2 separate regions of the Sus scrofa genome follow, and region 2 is linked to region 1. The links are chromatin contacts, called in public HiChIP or PLAC-seq maps. All regions are on one chromosome and are shown on one strand. The core of a region is the stretch at or near the end of the contact, and the rest is flanking DNA. Distances in the headings are between cores, read along the strand shown.

Region 1 (3,415 bases), core at 621-3,120:
TTATACTGCTATTTCTTGCAGTGTGGAGACTTTTATCTCATTTATAATAGAAAGCAGACATTCTTGATCTATTAATATAGTAGCACATGGCAGGTGTAGTTAAAGTATGTTACGTAAATGGAGATCTAACAGTCTGAGTACTATTTAGCAATGTTTTCTTTGTTTTGTAGCAAATCTTGAAAAAAGAGCTCCATTATTTTCAATACCACAATAATGATTTCTTTCTAAAATTAAACGCCCTATGAAACATGTACCTCTCAGAAGGACCATATATCTATCTCAATCATATCATCTGAAGTTATGACAACATATATTACACAAATAACCACAAAAGGAGTGTCTTATCAAAGACACATTTTAAATTACCTAAAATGAATTAAAGAGAAAATGCTCAGCAGAATTACAATCGATGTACTAATAATCTAAGCATTATCAGTTTAATAGAGTTTATCATCTTTTTAACAAAGAGCTTTTCCATACTTGACCAATGACCCCAGAGAGAATATGGACCCACACAAACAGCTGTGCAGTACCAGAACTTTATAGATGTGATGAAAACAAAGAAAAGGAAATCCACAGCAGTGACTAACCCCACTGTACCTTCAAAACAATGACCACACCGAAAATCATTAAAGACGCAGTCTGTTTACTTAGGTTTGGAACAATGGGTGACATTTAACCCCAACTTTTTAATCCCTCTTTGTTTGTCTACAAATAATTTTTAGTTTATCTATGATATTATTATAATATTAGAGTAATCAGAATAATATTAGTATCAGTAATTGACATTTAAAATAAAAAGCTGACAGCTAGACCAGCTGTGAGTCAAAGACCATTAAGGAATATCTGGAAGCATTTCTACATGTGCTGTATATTTGGTCTTCCCTAGCACTTTTTTTTTTTTTTACTTTCAAAAATAATGAATGGGAGTTTAACAATGGCTAATGGTTAGAGTCTTTCACAGAGAAAACTGTCACTTATACACAGAAAAAAAAAAGAGTTAACAAGGAGTTAAACATACTAATTTTGAACATTCTTATGTTTTGGCATCCTGAAACTTACAAATTGCCAAGCAGATGTTTTTTTCAAGTTTTCTGATCTGCCAAGTTTTAACTTGGAATACATTTGTAGGCTAAAGTCGGAGTAATTTAATTAGATAAACTTGGGCACAAGAAAGCAAGGGAGTAAGATACACATCTTTCCACATCTCAACATAAACAAATTACAGGGGACTCTGATTGAGCTGCCGGCAGAAACTTTCATCTGCCTGACAGAAGGAAACCTCCCAGCAGCTGCACACATCTGCAAGGCGATCAGACAGATGCTGCCTCCGCACGGGCTGATCCCAACACAAAACTGAGTCCTATGTTTCCAGAACTGAACAGAGTTGCTACCCTAGACAGACTTCCCAGAGACTTGACTAGATGCCAAACCAGCTTATCAGCTGTCACTGCCAGCCACCATTCAACTATTCTTGAACCACCAGCAGAAAAACAAACAACCAAACAAAGTATCAAACTAAAAGTCGTGTCTATTGTCTCTGACAAAAGAGCCTCTCTCTTTGAACCCTGTGATGTGTCACTGAACCCTGTAACCAGAGACTCAGCGCATCACGCTACCGAGTGGATACTAAGAACTGTGCACATATTTGTGCCCGTAAAGGAATGAAAAGGGAACTTTGAAATCCTCCACAGCTGGCAATTGGCAACGCTACATTTCAAGTATGGAAGGATCTCCTACCTGGAGCCCTCTTCGTCTTAGGATGCTGGACTCATCCATCTCCCCCTCCGCTTTCTCTGAGCCTCTCACAACAGTCTAGCCATGCTGTACTACCTCTACTTCGGCAAGCTAATTCAGAGCCCGGCAGCTGCTAAACACTTACATCACGCTCTAGCTGATTGGAGCCCGGAGTCAGCTGGTCCGGCTTAGTTATTCACTCCAGCAACTTCGGGGATCACGGATGCTTGCAGTTCGGTGGGAGAGCGCAGCAAGTGGGCTCAGACACCTAATGCATGCATCCAGGCGCAGGAGGCTCTTGCTAGCAGACAGGAAATTGTGGGATCCCTGCTTTTCCTTCTTCAAAATACTGAAGCTGGTATTCCCAGTGACCAGAAAATGGCTTGTGGCAGTGGCCTCAGGTCAAGCCCCTTCAGAAACAACTCTAAGGTCCAAGCGGCTAAGTGAATCAGCAGTGGCAGACACCTCTGTAAAAGGCAGCTACTGACTGGGATGGCGGGAAACTAGGGCACAGCTGGTTAGCCAAGCAGCACCAGCGTGCCTGGTGCTCATCTTTTCTGATGGCATCAAAGAGAAAAAGATGTAGCAGAACACACACAGACACACTCACACACACAAGCACTGCCGGAAGCCAGCAAACGAAGGGCTCTGGGCAGCCTCCCTCCAGCCACAGCAGGAACCCCTTACCCCTCCCAGTGTGAAAGCCAATTCATTTACATAAATACCTTGCCAGTGGATACCTAGCCCAAAGGTACAAACATTTTAGATTTTTTTTTTCATGGCCACATAATAACTTGGCTCTATTGATACTGGACCAAATTGTAAAAAGGGAGAAGAAATTCTAAGAACTATCATTAGTTGGAATATTAACCTATCTCTAGTCTATAAGCAACTAAAAAAAAAAAAAAAAAAAGATTCCCATCATGTGCAATTTCACAGTCTGTTTCAGCTTGTTTATTCCGCTCATCCTCATCTTATTTCAATTCAAAGCAACCAAGAGATGAATATTAAGTTTTCATTACCGACTTGACACAGGAGTAACAATATCCGATACTACCAATTTATAATAAATTACCCCCCCCTTGATTTCTCTTCTACAGATATTGAAATGGAAAGCATAGCATTGTCCTGAGAGGCAGATACTGGGGCTATCTGCAGTCTGTCTCAAAACCACCCCCTCCTTCACTCTATCCGTCAGTCTTTTATTGAAAGAGAGGTAGTCAGGAAGGCAGGCATAACTTTAAAAAAAAATGAGCAATTTCTGGTTTTTACCTACTCCAGATATCCAGCGAGTTCTAAACAGCGGGGTGGGGAAGGAAGTGACAAGTGGCTCCCTGCTCCCCCACCTGCTATTACTCTAGCTTTCTGTCTCTTTCTGGCTGTCAACACACTATTAGGCTTGCTAGCAATTGATTAGATTATGTCATTAAAAACAGCTCAGGGATTTGTGAATCAACCACTGAGGAAAATTGATTGCATTTTATGTTCCCAAACCGTCTTTGCCCACATCTCCAGACATAGCAAGAGAACCTTGTCAAGAAATGCCACCCCTTGCCGAAGCATCCTGGGAGAAGGGTATCTGGGTGTTTTTCCACTTAGGTGTGCTCGTCTGATACCACTTAAAAGAAGAAAATCCCAGAGAGTTTTCAGTTCTTGCTGTTAGGTGGAGGAGCAATGC
Region 2 (3,296 bases), core at 161-2,660, 250 kb before region 1:
TAAAACACAGACAACTTCTAATCCTTCCTCACAGGTTGCCCAAGCGGGAGCATCAGGCCTTCTACCAAGGGCACAGGACGCTGAATGAAGACAGCTGGCTGATCCCCAAGCTAACAGGACCCCTGCCTCAGGTTCTTTTATCGCTGTGGAACAGTTAGTTTTTCTGTGATATAAATCCACACACTCTCACCAGCTAATGGGCTGAAGAAGGCAGTCTGAATTTGCATAGAGCTAAAGATTGGTAACAAGTTCAGAGATAACTTGGAGGAAGCTAGTGAAAGAGAATGCTAGAAGCTTGATAGTGCTGGAAAAACCCGAAGTCACTGTGACAGTCACCAAAGCTGTCTGTCCAGTCTGCTTTGTTTTGTGTCTCCAAGTTGTGAAAACCTCAAGGGTGAGGAGAGAAGTGACTTAGCCAGGATTTCAAATGCACTTTTTAGTTTCTAGGTCACGGTTTATTTATCATATCTCTTAGATAAAAGCAACACTAAACATAAGGCAATCCCCTGTTTTTTGATTAGCAGATAAAAAAGGTTTTTGTGTGGCCAATTTGAATATATATTTGAATATTCTTCCCAGAGATTTAGAAGACGTAATAATACGTGTCATTTGTATATTTTAAAATGACAAAATATGTAATTATCATACCACAAAAGTTTTTTGTTCTGGGTTTGTTTGTTTTGCTTTTTTTTTTTTTTTTTGCATTTTAAGCCTGCACCTGGGCAGATGGAATTTCCCAGGCTAGGGGTTGAATCGGAGTTGTAGGTGCAGGCCTACACTGCAGCCACAGCAGCGCTGGATGCTTAATCCACTACAGGAGGCTAGGCATTGAATCTGCATCCTCATGGATATTGGTCCTGTTGGTAAGCCCCTAAGCCACGATTTAAGTCTGTGTAAGACTTAAATCTGAAAATGTCTACTCTAAATGGAGACAAAGTTGATAAACCAATTATTTTAATCTCCATTTATAATGTTACCTAATTTGAAATTTAAGAGTCTCGCTCACTAACTTTCAAGAAAATTGGTTATTTGAGACTTGAGTTTCTCAAGTATTCTAACTCATTCAAAATTTATAAGAATCTCTATTCTCATAGAAAAAATAACCTCAAGAATTCCCAATGTCTATTTTCTATCAAAAAGAGAACAGTTCGGATTTCCTTAATTTCAGTGAAACGTTGCCTTGTTTGCTCAGTGGACTTGGGAGGGGGTACAGCTCCTTAGCAACCAAACTATTAGAGAATATGAAAGGCAACAGCTCCCTCTCAGCTTTTAGTAATGGATGAAACAGATTATATGATGTACAGGTAAATGAAAGATTTGCTAAAATGACTTTCAAAATAAAGTTATTAAGATAATGCACTATACACTTTGAGTGGGAACATAAGTTGGTGTAGCCGCTGTGGAAAACCATACGGAGGTTCCTCAGAAAACTAAAAATAGAACTACCGTATGATTCAGCAGTCCCACTCCCGGGTATATATCCAGACAAAATTATAATTCAAAAAGATACATGTTGAAAGGAGCACAATTTACAACAGCCAAGACGTGGAAACAACCTAGATGTCCACCAACAGATGAGTGTATTAAGAAGATGTGGTATATACATACAGTGGAACACTACTCAGCCATTAAGAAATGAAATTATGCCATTTGCAGCAATATGGATGCAACTAGTGATTATCATACTAAGGGAAGTAAGTCATAAAGAGAAAGACAAATACCGTATGATTTGTGGGATCTAAAATATGACACAAATATGATGCAAATTATATAGAGAATGGGTGAACAACTAAGTCCTACTGTATAGCACAGAGAACTCTATTCAATATCATATGATAAACCATAATGGAAAAGAATATGTATAACTGAATCACTTTGCTGTACAGTAAAAATTAACATAGCATTGTAAATCAACTATACTTCAATTAAAAAAAAATACACTCTACATGGGGCTTTGTAAGCACTTAGATATTTAAGAGGACTTTCTCTTTAGGGGGAAAACAGACCTTGTCTTCCCTCAGGGGTATGATGCATTTTGGTCAACGAACTAAGAAGGAGCTCTGTGCATTTCTTTATAAACAGTTATTTACTGTTTCAACAAATAATGGCTATGTGCCTGACAGAGATTACTTACTTGCTGCTAAAATTCACTGGTCCCTCTCCGGGAGCCCTGTCTTCTCTTGGCATTTGTGACCTTCTCCTCTTTCCCTTCTGCCTCTCAGGTTGCTGCTTCTCAGTTTCTGCCCAGCTACTTGTCCTCTCAAAACCTCTAAATGTCAACATTGGAGACAAGGCCCCAGGTTCTGTATCCCGAACTTCCAAAACTCTTTCCCTCAGTGACTCATCTGTTCCCCAGGTTTTAAATACGATCTGTAACTGAGTGGTCCAGACTCTGATCACCAGCACAGACTCTAGAGTCTCAGGCCCAGGTAACAACTGGTGATTTACGTCACTGAGATGTTTGACAGGCATCTTAAATCCAAGAAGCAGCACAATGAACTCTTAAGCAAGCATTACCTCAGACCTGTGCATCTTATCTCCTCTGTCTTGGGAAGCAGCCCTTCCACTGATCCATTTTCTCAGCAAGAGATCTGGAAGCCGCCTTTGATCAACTCTCACCCCACACCTAATCCATCAGTAAATATTGTCAATTCTAACTTGAAAAAATAGGTAATTAAGATCCAATTTTACTCAGCCACAAAAAAAGAATGAAATAATGCCATTCACGGCAACATGGACGCAACTAAGTGAAGTAAGTCAGAAAGACAAAGACAGATACCATATGATATCACTTACATGTGGAATCTAAAATATGGCACAGATGAACCTACCTACAGAACAGAAACAGACTCACAGATATAGAGAACAGACTTGTGGTTGCCAAGGGGGGAGCAGGGAGGGAATGGGATGGACTGGGAGTTTGGGGTTAGTAGATGCAAATAAGGACATTTAGAATGGATAAGCAATGAGGTCCTACTGTAGAGCTCAGGGAATTATATTCAAAATCTGGGGATAGAACATGATGGAAGATAATAAAATTAAAAAAATGTATAAATATGTGTGACTGGGTCACTTTGCTATATAGCAGAAATTGGTACAACACTGTAAATCAACTATACTTTAATTTAAAAAAAAAAGACCCAACTGGTGCCCTAGAAACCAAAACAAGTCAAAGAAAATGTACAGTTGATACATAAATACAAGAAAGTTGCAAAATTTTTATTAAAGAAAAAGAGGAAAAGCCCTTCCCAATGAATGGGAGAGTAAAACCTCCCTGAGTGGTTGCCCAGGGGACC

The links. HiChIP or PLAC-seq counts read pairs in DNA pulled down with a chosen protein or histone mark.
Region 2: a contact with region 1 is called in an H3K27ac HiChIP or PLAC-seq map of skeletal muscle. The contact joins two enhancer-like sites.

What each region holds. Positions count from the first base shown.
Region 1 is chr16:45,194,901-45,198,315 of Sscrofa11.1, reverse strand. All of the region lies in intron 3 of MAST4 (microtubule-associated serine/threonine-protein kinase 4), which reads right to left. Among named protein-coding and RNA genes, the nearest start is that of MAST4, 220 kb to the right of the region's middle. Within about 2 kb of position 1,870, at least 35 of the 83 cell types and tissues checked have an H3K27ac peak or open chromatin away from gene starts, as enhancers often do. A contact at or near this core is called in skeletal muscle, where this site is marked.
Region 2 is chr16:45,447,780-45,451,075 of Sscrofa11.1, reverse strand. The region is part of intron 5 of MAST4 (microtubule-associated serine/threonine-protein kinase 4); the gene reads right to left. Among named protein-coding and RNA genes, the nearest start is that of CD180, 140 kb to the left of the region's middle. Within about 2 kb of position 1,410, at least 5 of the 83 cell types and tissues checked have an H3K27ac peak or open chromatin away from gene starts, as enhancers often do. A contact at or near this core is called in skeletal muscle, where this site is marked.